2 separate regions of the Rattus norvegicus genome follow, and region 1 is linked to region 2. The links are chromatin contacts, called in public Hi-C maps. All regions are on one chromosome and are shown on one strand. Each heading gives the region's core, a stretch centred on a gene start, on an enhancer-like site or on the middle of the called end of the contact. The rest is flanking DNA. Distances are from core to core; before and after follow the strand shown.

What was found. Hi-C and Micro-C count contacts between places; a contact is called where the count stands out from the background.
Region 1: a contact with region 2 is called in a Hi-C map of Schwann cells, with 2.7 times the contacts expected there. The contact joins the promoter of Polb here to the enhancer-like site in region 2. A contact is called at or near these places in 2 of 12 Hi-C or Micro-C datasets (the A7r5 cell line and Schwann cells) and 1 of 1 datasets of contacts at active chromatin or transcription factors (oligodendrocytes).

What each region holds. Positions count from the first base shown.
Region 1 is chr16:76,077,023-76,083,181 of GRCr8, reverse strand. Polb (DNA polymerase beta) reads right to left here and starts at 1,279. Exons shown (of 14, transcript NM_017141.2): 1 at 1,207-1,279; 2 at 959-1,016. The coding sequence starts at 1,267.
Region 2 is chr16:75,936,275-75,942,503 of GRCr8, reverse strand. It overlaps a transcript of Ap3m2 not described here. Among named protein-coding and RNA genes, the nearest start is that of Ap3m2, 19 kb to the right of the region's middle. Within about 2 kb of position 1,648, at least 22 of the 93 cell types and tissues checked have an H3K27ac peak or open chromatin away from gene starts, as enhancers often do. A contact at or near this core is called in the A7r5 cell line and Schwann cells, where this site is marked.

The sequences.
Region 1 (6,159 bases), core at 30-2,529, 140 kb before region 2:
GGCACCCCGAAGTGGTCAAGACCTCAACCTTACACGAAGAACTACAGGAAACTAAGGAATACTGAGAGCAGAGAAATAGACTTTGCCAGGAAAGACGCACCAATTGGTTATCCAGTACCAAAGGGTCAGCCTTGAACACGTCCGAGTAACACAATACAGTTGGTGCAGATTGCATTTATGTATTTAGGAAAATGTATGTCTATACATATAAATATATGTAACAATAAATGAAAAAAGGTTATGAATTTGAGAGATCAAGGAGGGTTATATATGGAAGTGTTTGGAGGGAGGAAAAGGGGAAATGATGTAATTATAATCCCCCAAATAAAAGAAATAATAAAATATAATAATAATAATTAATGGTAATAATAACAATAATGACTCCAGATAAGGAAATCCAGGCATGGAGCAGACTATTCGAGAACTCTAACTGTAAAGACATAAGTACTAGCTTGGGGGAAGCAGGGATCGTTTGCTTTTACTTTTAGAAGCTGAGAGTATGTTTATAGGTTAAGTAGCCAGCTGTGGGAAGAATGGCTAGAAGGTGCCTTCTGAGGTTTGTAGTGATGGGCCAGGGGTTTTCAGGAAGGCAACAGGATCTGTTATGGTCCAACCAGGAGGAAAGGTTGATTTCTTGAACTACATCTATTTCACAGTTCAGACCTCATCTCCTGTTGTTTATTGTTTTAAAGTCACACTGTATTTCCAGTCATTCGAGATTAATGGTGGGAATATATGCACCAGACACCTATTTTCGCTCAGAACTGTAAACGCTCCTGAATTAACCCTATAAAGCTCTGCCAAAATCCTGTATAGGTTAAATAAAGTGCCGCTCGGCTTTTTAAAAAAAAAACAAAAAAACTTTCGGATCGCCCAAAGACCCACTGGGCACCCGTCCCCCCATCCCTGAGAAGTGACAGCAAACTAGGGTGTCCTGGAACGCAAGCCAACAACGTACCTGTATGCATTGTACTTGTGGATCGCCTGGCTCACGTTCTTCTCAAAGTTTGCGAGTTCTGAAAAGACAACAAAGGGCTCGAGACACAAGGACACACCCGCGACCGGCTGTCCCGGGAAGGAGGGGTGGGCGGGTTCCTCCACCGGCGTCCAGGACAGACGCTGCCCGGCACTGCGACTGCGACCCGGGATCGGGGGAGAAGCGAGGCCCGGCTGAGGAGAGGGATCGGAGGGCGGCCCGGGACTCACCCACGAGCATGTCCGTGATGCCGCCGTTGAGGGTCTCCTGCGGGGCCTTGCGTTTGCTCATGGTGCCGGGGACCCACACCTGTGTCTTACCGGTGGAACAATGGCGGCCCCTGACAGGGCGCAGCGCGGTGACGTCACGCGCCAGGCTACTGGGCGGGGCTAGCAGTGCCCAGGCTGTAGGAGGGAATTCCTGGGCAGAGCGGAGGGGAGGCCAGGGTTACCTCCTAGTGGGTTAGCCTGAGAGATCATATCTGCTCTCTTAATCTGAGAACAGTCTGATTTAGAGCCCGAGCTGCAGAAGGAGGTGGACGTTGGCTGCTGTGGGCAATAGCTGCGGAACGAATGGCTTGTATTGTATGTGAGGAGTGCCAGTGCCAGTTCAGCTATCCAAGAGCTGCTCTGTGCTTTTGGACGCCATGTAAAACACGGAATGAAATATGCCAACTGCCAACCAACGGCTAAAGACGTGTTCTGGCTTTGTTTTTTTTCTTTGTTTAGGAATCCATGCCTTTTGTGGGAGAAGCTAAAGCTATGAGAAGACCACAAGAAGAAAATGTCTGACGTAACTAACTCTATATGTGAGACCCTTAGAACTTGCTTGAATTGAAAAATAGCACTTGCGCCATTTATAAGTGCACATCATGGGGTCCATACTAACTGCAAACACAGCAATTCGTTTGGGCATAAATTGTTATTATGATACACACTAGTGTGGGTGAATCTCAAAAGGGTATAGAAGGGGAAAGGAAAGTTAAAGTCAATGACAGTCTTGTCATCCAGCTTAGTTAGGTATGATTAATACTTAGGGACATACACTTTTACTTTTCTACTCCAGTCCTATCTTTTAAATTTTCTATTGCTGTTTTTGTTTTGTTCTGAGATGAGGCATCTATGCAGCCTAAATTGTCCTAGTATTATGAAGAGCAGGCTGGCCTCAAACTCACAGAAATTGTCCTGCCTCAGCCTCCTGGGTGCTGGGGATAAGTGTGCAACTCCAGTTCCAGCAGTACACTGTTATTGTTTTAGGTGAATGAGGCATTTTTATTAGCAAGGACAGGGCACTGCTTTCGGTACTGGATATACAGCAGTGATAAGTCTTGCCACGTCCATGGCAGGTAGTGGAAAAGTGGCCTAAGAACAAGTCAAGAATGAGTGATTCACTGCAAGGGGACTTGCTTAGCAGAAATCAGGCCTCAGCTCCACCACAACACTGCACAGATAAACAAAACAAAGAGATAGGGCAGCCCTTGGCAGGGAGAGATGGGTTCTATGTAGACAGTTCGAAAACACCTCCCATAGGTCCCCACGCACAGAGACATAATGAAGAGGAAGGGGGTGTGGGGACAATTGGAGTGATCCCCGTAGAAGCAGCGAGGTCCACCCCAAAGCTGCCACTGAAAGTTCTGCACCAGCTGGAACAAGTTTACTAGGGTGGAGATCCAAGGATTGCAGTGTGGACTGTGGTTGGTAAAGCTGGAAAATCAATTAGTGTTTTATACTCTCCCTTCACTTCCTGTCCTTTCCCTGTACTACTTCCTCGTTACTTTGTATCACTCTTTCTTGTTCTCCTTTCTAAATGTTACTCTTTATCTACATGTATATTTGTGTACATTAACGCTCTATGGGCTAGAATATAGGCGTCTATTAGTATACACCAATGCTCTATTGGCTAGAATACATGTGTATGTTTGTATATGCAAAGGCTCTATGGGCTGGAATATACATGAAGTAGAACATGTAGCTTTTCTTTTTTGTGATTGTGTATCTTTTTTTTTTTTTTTTTTTTGGAGCTGGGGACTGAATCCAGGGCCTTGTGCTTGCTAGGCAAGCGCTCTACCACTGAGCTAAATCCCCAACCCCATGATTGTGTATCCTTACATAATATTATATATTGTAAGTCCACCCATTTTTTGGAAAAGTCTGTGATTTCATTTTTCTTCAGAGGTTAATAATATTCCAATATACATCAGCTATCCATTACCCATTCATCTGTTAATAAATATCTAGGTTTGTTCCATTTCCTTGATATAGTCAATGAATCAGACTGTGTGTGAGAGTGTGCAAATATCTGTAGGGTAGGTGTGGAAGTCTTTGGGTATACACCCAGAAGTGAATACTGGGCCATCCAGTAGTACTATTTTAATGTTTTTGAAGAGCCTCTGAGCTGGTTTCCATAATGGTGGTTTATTACTTAGCACCTCCACTAGCCGTGAATAAGGGTCCCTCTTTCCCCACATCCTCTCCAACATTTGTTATGACTCCTTGATGACTGTTGTTCTGCCTGGGGTGAGGTGGTATATCAAAGTATTTTTTTTAAAGATTTATTTATTTATTTTGTATATGAGTACACTGTAGCTGTCTTCAGACACACCAGAAGAGGGCATCGGATCTCTTTACAGATGGTTGTGAGCCACCATGTGGTTGCTGGGATTTGAACTCAGGACCTCTGGAAGAACAGTGAGTGCTCTTAACCACTGAGCCATCTCTCCAGCCCCCTCATGACTACGGATATTGGACACTTTTTTGAAATATTTATTGGCTTTATTTAAAAAAAAAACAACTGTTTCTTCAGTTCATTAGACAGTTTGTTTATTGGCAGCTTGATTTCTTTGGTATTTAATTTCTGCACTTCTTTGGGAATCCTGTATATTAGCCCCTTGTCTGAAGTATAGCTGGTTAAAGATTTTCTCCCTTCTTTAGGCTGTTGGCTTTGCTGATAGTTTCTCTTGCTGTCAGAACATTGTCATCTCATGTCGTCCCATCTGCTGACGCCCGAGTCTAGTTCCAATGCTATGAAAGCTCTGTTCTGAAAATTCTTACCCACCCCAGTGTCGTAGAGAGTCCTATATTTTCATCCCGAAGTTCCAGTGTTTCGAGTTTTAAATTAAGGCCTTCCATCCGCCTTGAATCCTTTTCTGTACAAGATCAGAAGCTAAGAGCCTAATTTTGTCCTTCCGAGTGGAAATCCCGTTGAACAGGCTCTTACTGTTTTCATTGCGTGTCTGTGATTGAGAAACAAAAATCAGGCTGGGCATGGTGGCAGTAGAACTCTAATCCCAGCACTTAGGAGGCAGGGACATAAACAAGAACAAAACCGGCTATGGTTGTGGTCCAGGGAGGTCAGGGTCCATCCTAAACTAGCATCCAAATCTGGAGGTGTTGTGCATGTGGTAGTTGGAAACAAAAAAGATGCAAGATTGAGGATACCACAGATTGTCTCTCGGTAGTTTCAGAAAGCTGCTGAGGCCAGGCAATATATATATATATATATATATATATATATATATATATATATATATATATATATATATATATATCTCACAGCCAGAGGCTCTCCAGGGCCATTGCATAACGTTGTAAAGGAGAAGTGTGGGTTTTGTGGGAGACTCTGAGATGTTCAGATTCCAGAGCCATGAGATGCTTGTCAAGAAGAGCAATATATACACGGAGCAGAACTAACCCAAGTGAGTAATGTCTATACCAGGAAGGAAAGCCAAGCCATCTGAGCCCTTAGAGATTCATGTCCTAGATAACAGACAGATCCGACAAGGATTTAGCGTTTGCCCTATTGGGGTCAGCCTCGTTTTGATCCAACCTTTCCACATTACTCCCCTATTCTTCCCTTTTGTGATAGGAATGCATTTCTGTACCATTAGATGCTGTGAGTGTGCAATTTGCTTTTTTATTCCCGGGGGGGGGGTCACAGTTTAAGGAATTGACTTGAGTCCCACAGAGACTGGAATTTTAAAGTGTAAAGATCATAGGAAATTTGAAGTTGGTCAAACTGCATTTTGCACCATGAGATGTCTATGTATCTTGAGGAACTGAATGTGGTGGTTTGAATGAGAAATGTTCCCCACAGACTCACGTTGGTGGTGTAGTTGGAGTGTGTGTGTGTGTGTGTGTGTGTGTGTGTGTGTGTGTTACCTTTAGAAGGTGTAAGTTTGAAGGTTTATAGTCTTGTCCCACTTCCTCCCTGATCTCTTTCTACTCTGCTTTCCTGTGTATGGAAGAAAAATGTGGGTCACCCATTGTCCTGCCATTAGAAATGGGTCCAGAGATGGGAAATCTTCAAAAATAAGTTGCTTGCAGGCTGGAGAGATGGCTCAGTGGTTAAGAGCACTGACTGCTCTTCCAGAGGTCCTGAGTTCAAATCCCAGCAACCACATGGTGGCTCACAACCATCTGTAACAAGATCTGATGTCCTCTTCTGGTGTGTCTGAAGACAGCTACATGTATATAATAAGTAAAATAAATCTTAAAAAAATAAATTGCTTGTATTTATCTTTTGTATGTCCCCCCCCCGCCCTGCACATACATCTAGATCATGTGCTTTCCTGGTGCCAGCAGTGGCCAGAAGAAGGCATCTGATTCACTGGTACTGGGGTTACAGTTGGTTTTGAGTTTCCATGTGGATGCTGGGAATCAAACAGGTCGTTTGGAAGAGTAGCCGGTGCTATAACAGCTGAATTCATGTCCTCTGGCTAGACATGGGGAAATGCTGTCCACCCACAGTCAAGACGACAAGGCCATAGACTTTTACATTGACTTCTAGACGAGATTCTGGTCTCAAAAGTTGATGCTTCACTTGATTTTGGATATGTGAAAAAAGTTTTATTGAGGCTAGAGATTAGACTTGGTTGATGGTGGCCCCATAACATGTCTACATCCTAAGTTCTAGAATGGATGTCACAGTATATGGCAAAATGCATGATTGCATTAAAATCTTGAGACGAGGGACTTATTTATTCTAGATTTCCTAGACTGGCCCTAAGTCAAATGAAAAACATTTTCTTATACATTGAACAAGGCAAGTCTGAAATAGAAGACTGCAGTGACTGCGATGGATTGGGTGTGAAGTCCTTCACAACTCATATATGAATATGGTAGCTATTTGGTAGTGCTATTTTGGGAGGTGGTAGAACTTTGGGGACAGGGTACCTAGGTTAGGGC
Region 2 (6,229 bases), core at 399-2,898:
AAAAAAAAAAAAAAAAGAAGGGGTTTGCAGGAAAAGCAGGACTCAGGAGGGTCTTCATGCAATGGGTAAGATGGGGTTAGTGGGTGGATCCAGGGCAGCCGGTCCCCGAGACCCTGAATTTCACTGTTTGAAACAACAAAGAGACAGCAGAGATCGGGGACTGATCCACACTTTGTCTTAAGTGAAGTTTTAAAAATATGTCTTCTGCTATGTTTTATTTATTGGGGTGGGGGAGTTATGAGTGCCCCAGTGCACAGGCGGAAGTTAGAAGGTATTTGGCCGAGTCTTTTCACTTCCACCATGTGGATCCTGGGGGTTTGACCCACATTATCCTGACTTGGTGGCAGCATCTTTACTCACCAAGCCATCTTGCTGGCACAAAGCTACCACCTGCCACCACAGGGCTGAGGGTTGAACTGGGGACCCTGCATATGCTAGACAAGGTCTCTGCCACTGAGCTGCATCCCTGGTCTGTTAACTCTCGATCAGGACTGCAGATGAGATGCTAGCGACTCCAGAGACATAATGACTGTTTTGCTCCAGGAGGCGATAAACGGAAGACACATCTGGAAAATCAACCACACTATGACCACAGACTGAGCAGACAGCTGTGTTACTCTCTAGACAGTAACTACAGCAACACAAAGGAAGAAAACCCTGAGCCAGTTCTTACTGACCTAGCAACGGCTCAACCGATGATGGCTCAGACGACACGTTACTACCTTGGTTCCTCCCCCCACCCCCATTCTGTTTTGGTTTTCTACTCCCCAGAAACAATTAGCTCCCAGGTCAGTGCACACAAGCATGATGCTTCTGCCTGCCTCTCTAGCGCCCCCTTTCTTTAGTGTGTGTGATGTGGGTGTATGCAGGTGTGCACACATGGAGTATACAAGTCAGAGGAGAACTTTCGGAAGCCATTTCTCCCCTGCTGCCACAGGTTGGAGCATCAAACTTTAGGCCCATGTGGTGTGCACTCTCTGGGGCTCATCTTTCTCTGGCCCCTTGTACACTATCTTCCCAGTCACGGGATGCAACCTCTGTTCCAGCTTTCTTCACCGTGGCTTAGTTCCAAGAATCTATCTCATGATGTAATGTTTGCTTTCGGGTGTAGCTAATTAAATTTTTTTAGGAAGAGTCTTATCTCTCTAGGGTTTGTTGGTACTGCCCTGTGAGAGGCTCTTGGGAGAAAAGTAGTTTAAACTCACAAAAGACATTCACTGAAGCAGCCCAAGGACTTGATGGGGGAGGTGTCAGGTGATTTTCCGAAATCTCTGAAGTACCCAGACCAGTTCCATCCATTTGAGTCAGAGACTAAGTCACAGGTTTCTTGACTTCACAAAAGTCTGCCTTCACGCTCTGATCTAAGGTTTTAGACAGAAATGCATCTCTGCTCATTTCTGGAAAACACCGCTTAAGAGAGCAGTAAGCAAGGCTCCCAGGCCCGCTTGGTCGAAGCTGGCTTCACCCCTCCCCCACTGGAAGAGATTTTCTTTCGACACTAGGATTATTGAGACTGAAACCGAAGCTGAAAAGCCTCCTGGGATAGGAATACAAAGTCAAAAGGCCCCAGCATTCCTGAGGGGAGTCCTGGAAACCATACACAGATGGGGACAATTGCTCATTCTTGCAGGGAAGTGTCCAACTCGAGAGTCTTATGAATCATATTAAAGGGTCGGAGGAGCTCATCCCGGCCCAGTGCTGGTTAGGAAATGGAGGGTGCAGAGACTGGAATTCACCAGGAGAAGGGGATGAGTCAAAGGGAAAGTAAATGCCGCCCCATTATTCCTGGTTGATTAATAAAAGAGGGTAGCAGACCCATAGAGCAGCTATGATCCCGGTTAACTGCATGCTTGGTTTTGGTTGTCAAAGACCAGAGGAGCACAGAGCCTTGGTCCTGTCCCCCACAGAGCCCAGGCCTTGGCATCGCCAAGTATTACAGACTTTCAACTCCACGTGGAAAAGCTGGGGTACACAATCCTTAGTGTTTAAGTCTCCTTGGGTTTCTCATGAAGTTCGTTTTCAAAGCCACTAACAATTCATAACCGGTTCTGATGGCACCTAGTCACCTCCTACTGGCATAGAAGAAAATATAAGTTGATAAGGTTTCCTGCTCCCAGTGCCCCAACCCCCAACCATCCAGACCAAGGGAAGGGGTCCAGCAGTCAGCCCTGATCAGGAGGGAATGCGTTCCAAGATCCCAGTGGGAGTCTGAAGACAGACACAGAAAGCATCTTTTTCCTTTAAGTTGTATCCTACGAGAAGATACAGTTACAATGAGATCCAGTAAGACATTGGTGGTGAGTTAGCAGAAGACTTCAACCGCTACATTCAACGGGTGCCTCTTGTTCCAGAGAATCCCTGCTAAGTCTCCCTTCAGGCTCAGCACAGCATGTGAGAACAGAAGCAACCAGAACATAGGTTTTCTTCCCTGCCCCCCTCCCCCAACGATACCGATGCCTTTGTCATTCGCTGCCAAGGCACTGCAGTGTTGTTGCAACAGAACTGCATGCAGTCCGCCCCCCCCCCCCCAGTGCTTACAATTTCAGTTAGAAGTCTCCTCCTTACTGAGACCTTTACGTGTGATTTTTGTTCTTATTGGGAGCTTTGAATTTCTCACTGAGAGGAAACACTTTCTTTCAACCTTCTTGATCTTTCTTTTTTTTTTTTTTTTTTTGGTTCTTTTTTTTTTTTTTTTGGAGCTGGGGATCGAACTTTCTTTGGTCTATCCAACCCCATGGCATTTACTTGTGAATCAGGGCTACTAAATAAAATATCAGTTACCTGAGCACAGAGACTGATACTATGGGCGTTGATAACAGTGGAGACAGGCGGGCCCTTAGTGGCCAGTGAGCAAGAGAGTGTGGAGATGAGGGAGGGGCGAGGCGTGATCTGTGTCTAGGGAAAGATGGGTCCTGCCAGGGGGAGATGGCAAAGTCAGAGATAGACGTCATCAAGCTACTCAGAATAGTACACAACCTGAAAGGTTATCTGTTCCTGGAATTTTCCATTTAATATTTGCAAAATTGCTAGGGAAAGGGGAGGGCACTGTACTAGAGAAATGTTTGAGAAGTGGGCCAAAAAAACTGGATCCAAGAGTAAAGCCGCTTACAGCCAAACTCACACAAAGGAAGAAGAGACACCCCCCCACACACACACACAGGCTTGACTTCTTCACACAGGCTGTGGTATATAGAACCTGCCTTCCAACAGAGACATGTGTGTCAGGTCTAAGAGAAACAAAAACAGAACTTTTTTTTAAAAAACGTTCATTGGTGTTTTGACTCCATGTAAGTCTATGTGAAGCAGTTAGAGTTCCTGGAACTGGAGTTACGGACACGCGTGAGCTGCCTCGTAGTGGATGCTGGGAATTGAACCCTGATCCTCTGGGAGAACAGGGAGAACGGCTAGTGCTCCTTACCGCTGAGCCATCTCTCCAGTCCCAAAACCGAACTCTTAAGAAGCCCAACACGCTTCCAGGTAGTAAACGGAAGTCTGTTGGGGTGCACTCTGTGAGGGTTGTCTCTGTATATTCGACTGCTGATCGCTGCACCAGCAGAGAGCTGAGGGCTGGCCGGATTTTCGCATTGTTATTCTTATATGTCATCATTATCTGCCTCTGTACCTTGTAAATACCCTTCCTTCCTCCCTCACCTTTTGATTGGCTTAGCAAAGATCTGACAGCCAATAGCTAGGCAGGAAAGGGGAGGCGGGACTTATGGGCGGACCGAGAGAGCGGTAAATAGCCACATGGCGGGTCATAGGCTAGGATAAGAAGATTAAATTAGATGAGCTAGACGGGAGATTGCCCAAGGTAAAGGCCTAAGCTATACTAAAAAGTCTCTATGTCATTATTTAACCTCTGGCGGGTCCAAAAAGGCCCGCTATAGATGTCTAAACAATCGGTTTAGAAATGGAGTATCAGTGTTGATGTTGACTGGCAGGATTAGACGCCTCCTGGTGATCGGAATGAGGCTCGCTCCCCATATGTGTTTGGATTCTTGGTCCCCAGTTGGTGGAACTGCTTGAAAAGGATTAGAAAGTGTGGCCTTATTGGAGGTGGTGTGTCACTGGGGATGGGCCCCCGAGGTTTCAAAAGCCTACACCATACCCACTATGCTCTCTGCCTCCCGCTGGTGGGTGGAGATGTGTGCTCTCAGCTGTGCCTGCTATCTTGCCTTTGCTCTGGCGTCACGGACTCTAACCCTGTGGAACTGTAAGCTCAATTAAACACCTTTGATGAATTGCCTTGGTCGAGGTTTTTTTGTTGCAACAACAGAAAAGTAAGTCACCCCTGACGCCTGTCTCCCTTGGAAACTCTACAAGAGACACTTGGGACCTGGCAGTTCCCACCTCCTGCCCGTGTGGGGCACAGAAAAGGTCTGCTATGGGCACCAGGAGCTTTAATGGCATTGCCTTTTACAACCTGGTAAAATCATTAGGTTCCTCTGGACATTGGCGGCCACCAACCTTGCAAATAGCACCAAATGACCCATCTCCCAGGTAACTGGAGACTCGCCCTTTACACATGGTCTTACATGTCCCAAATGAGTGCCTTCTACTTAGTGAAGGGTAGTCTTAGTAGCCAGACTGAGTCCACAAGACTGGTAAAGCTTTATTAAGACTTCAACAGAAATGCTGCTTCCACACATGGACCACACACAGAGCGAGCAGCTATGGAGAGGCCCTGCACCACCTCTGCTGACAGCCACTAGGTGGGGACGGCGAGGCTTGGCTGTATCCACGGTGTCTGGGCCTGGGGAGCGCGTACTCCAACCCTGTCTCTGCCTAGAAAAACAAGCTATCCTGTGCTCTCGGGAGTAATGAGCCACACGTACAAACCTAAACACACACGGGGACCGATGCAAATAGTACCTATGACCCAAGAAACCTCGGAATCCCCCAGAGCCTGTGAAAGTGACCTGAAGTGTCCCCTGCAGCAGGGTGTGGGGCTACACTAGTCCAGATCCTGGTAAGGAACATCTGACTGTACACAGCGCAGTTCACCACACAAGGAAACCACAGAGTAACTCTACTGGGCAGCAAAAATAAGTCCTGGCCACAGCATGAGAGCACTAGCAAACAATAGAAACTAAGCAAGCACAAGCACTTAGACACGGGACTTCAGGGGAGAGCCCTGCAGACTGAAGCAAGCCGGTCTTCTCCCTCCAGGCACAATACAGAGCACAGGCTGCTCTAAGTTAAAAACAACACACACCCGCACCTTATGTGTTTAGTAAAATGACTAAAGGACACATTGAAACAGATTGAGAATACTCTGCTCCTTCAGCTGCTGGGTTTAAACTGGGGAGTAATGGGGAGCTACTTGTGGCCAACACTGCCTGCCCTCCTATGGTATTCTATTCAGAGGCTCAAGACACCTTTTTAGGTTGTAAGAACGGACTGGGAGCTGTCTGTCTGGAGACCGGAACAGACAGTGGGAAGCATTTGTGCACTCGCGCATGTCCTCGGTGGGTTCACACCTACTCAGGGGTTCTGATGGGACCTTCAGACAGGAAAAAGCAAGGCATAGGGCCAGTCCGGCCTCACAAACATTAATGTAATGGTGGTCACCGAGCATGGGCGTGGTCCCATGGGAGGTGAGTTCCACCTCGACTCTGCCACTATCATTCACAAGATCTGCCTGCACCGAGCACTGCTGTTTTGGGGGGCGAGCCCACCAAGGAGTCAGATAACCAGCAGAAGGCTGTAAGCTGCTCTGACAGGTAACCTTCCCACCAGGACGATGGGCCAGCGCAAACAGCGAGTGAGAATCTCCAGAGGCAGGCCGTGTGTGGCACCTTAGTCTCCAAAGGACGCTGATCCCACTGCAGTTTCAGTTCAAGCGTGGACTTGAACTTTGAAAGTCCTGGACATGCAAATCCTTTCTACACGTAAGAGGGGGTCAGAAAGAAACCACTGCGTTCTGCTCGTCCTAGCCCCTGGGGAGATTCTGATAACTGTTCTCACCAACTCTTCACTGTGACCTCTCTCTTCACAACTCTCTTCACACCAGCTTCTTGGTCTTGCCCCTCGTAGAGCAGATCTGTCTTGTATTGTGGACGGTACCAGGAATGAACCAGGGCTTGCACAGGACCCAGGTCGGCACTTGATCACCGAGTTACAACCCAGACCAATCAAATCTCAACTGCTCTTTCTTGGACTAACACCCATTTTTTTCTATTCTTTTTTTTTCTCTCTTTCAAATCTTTCTATCATAAAAAAAAATCAA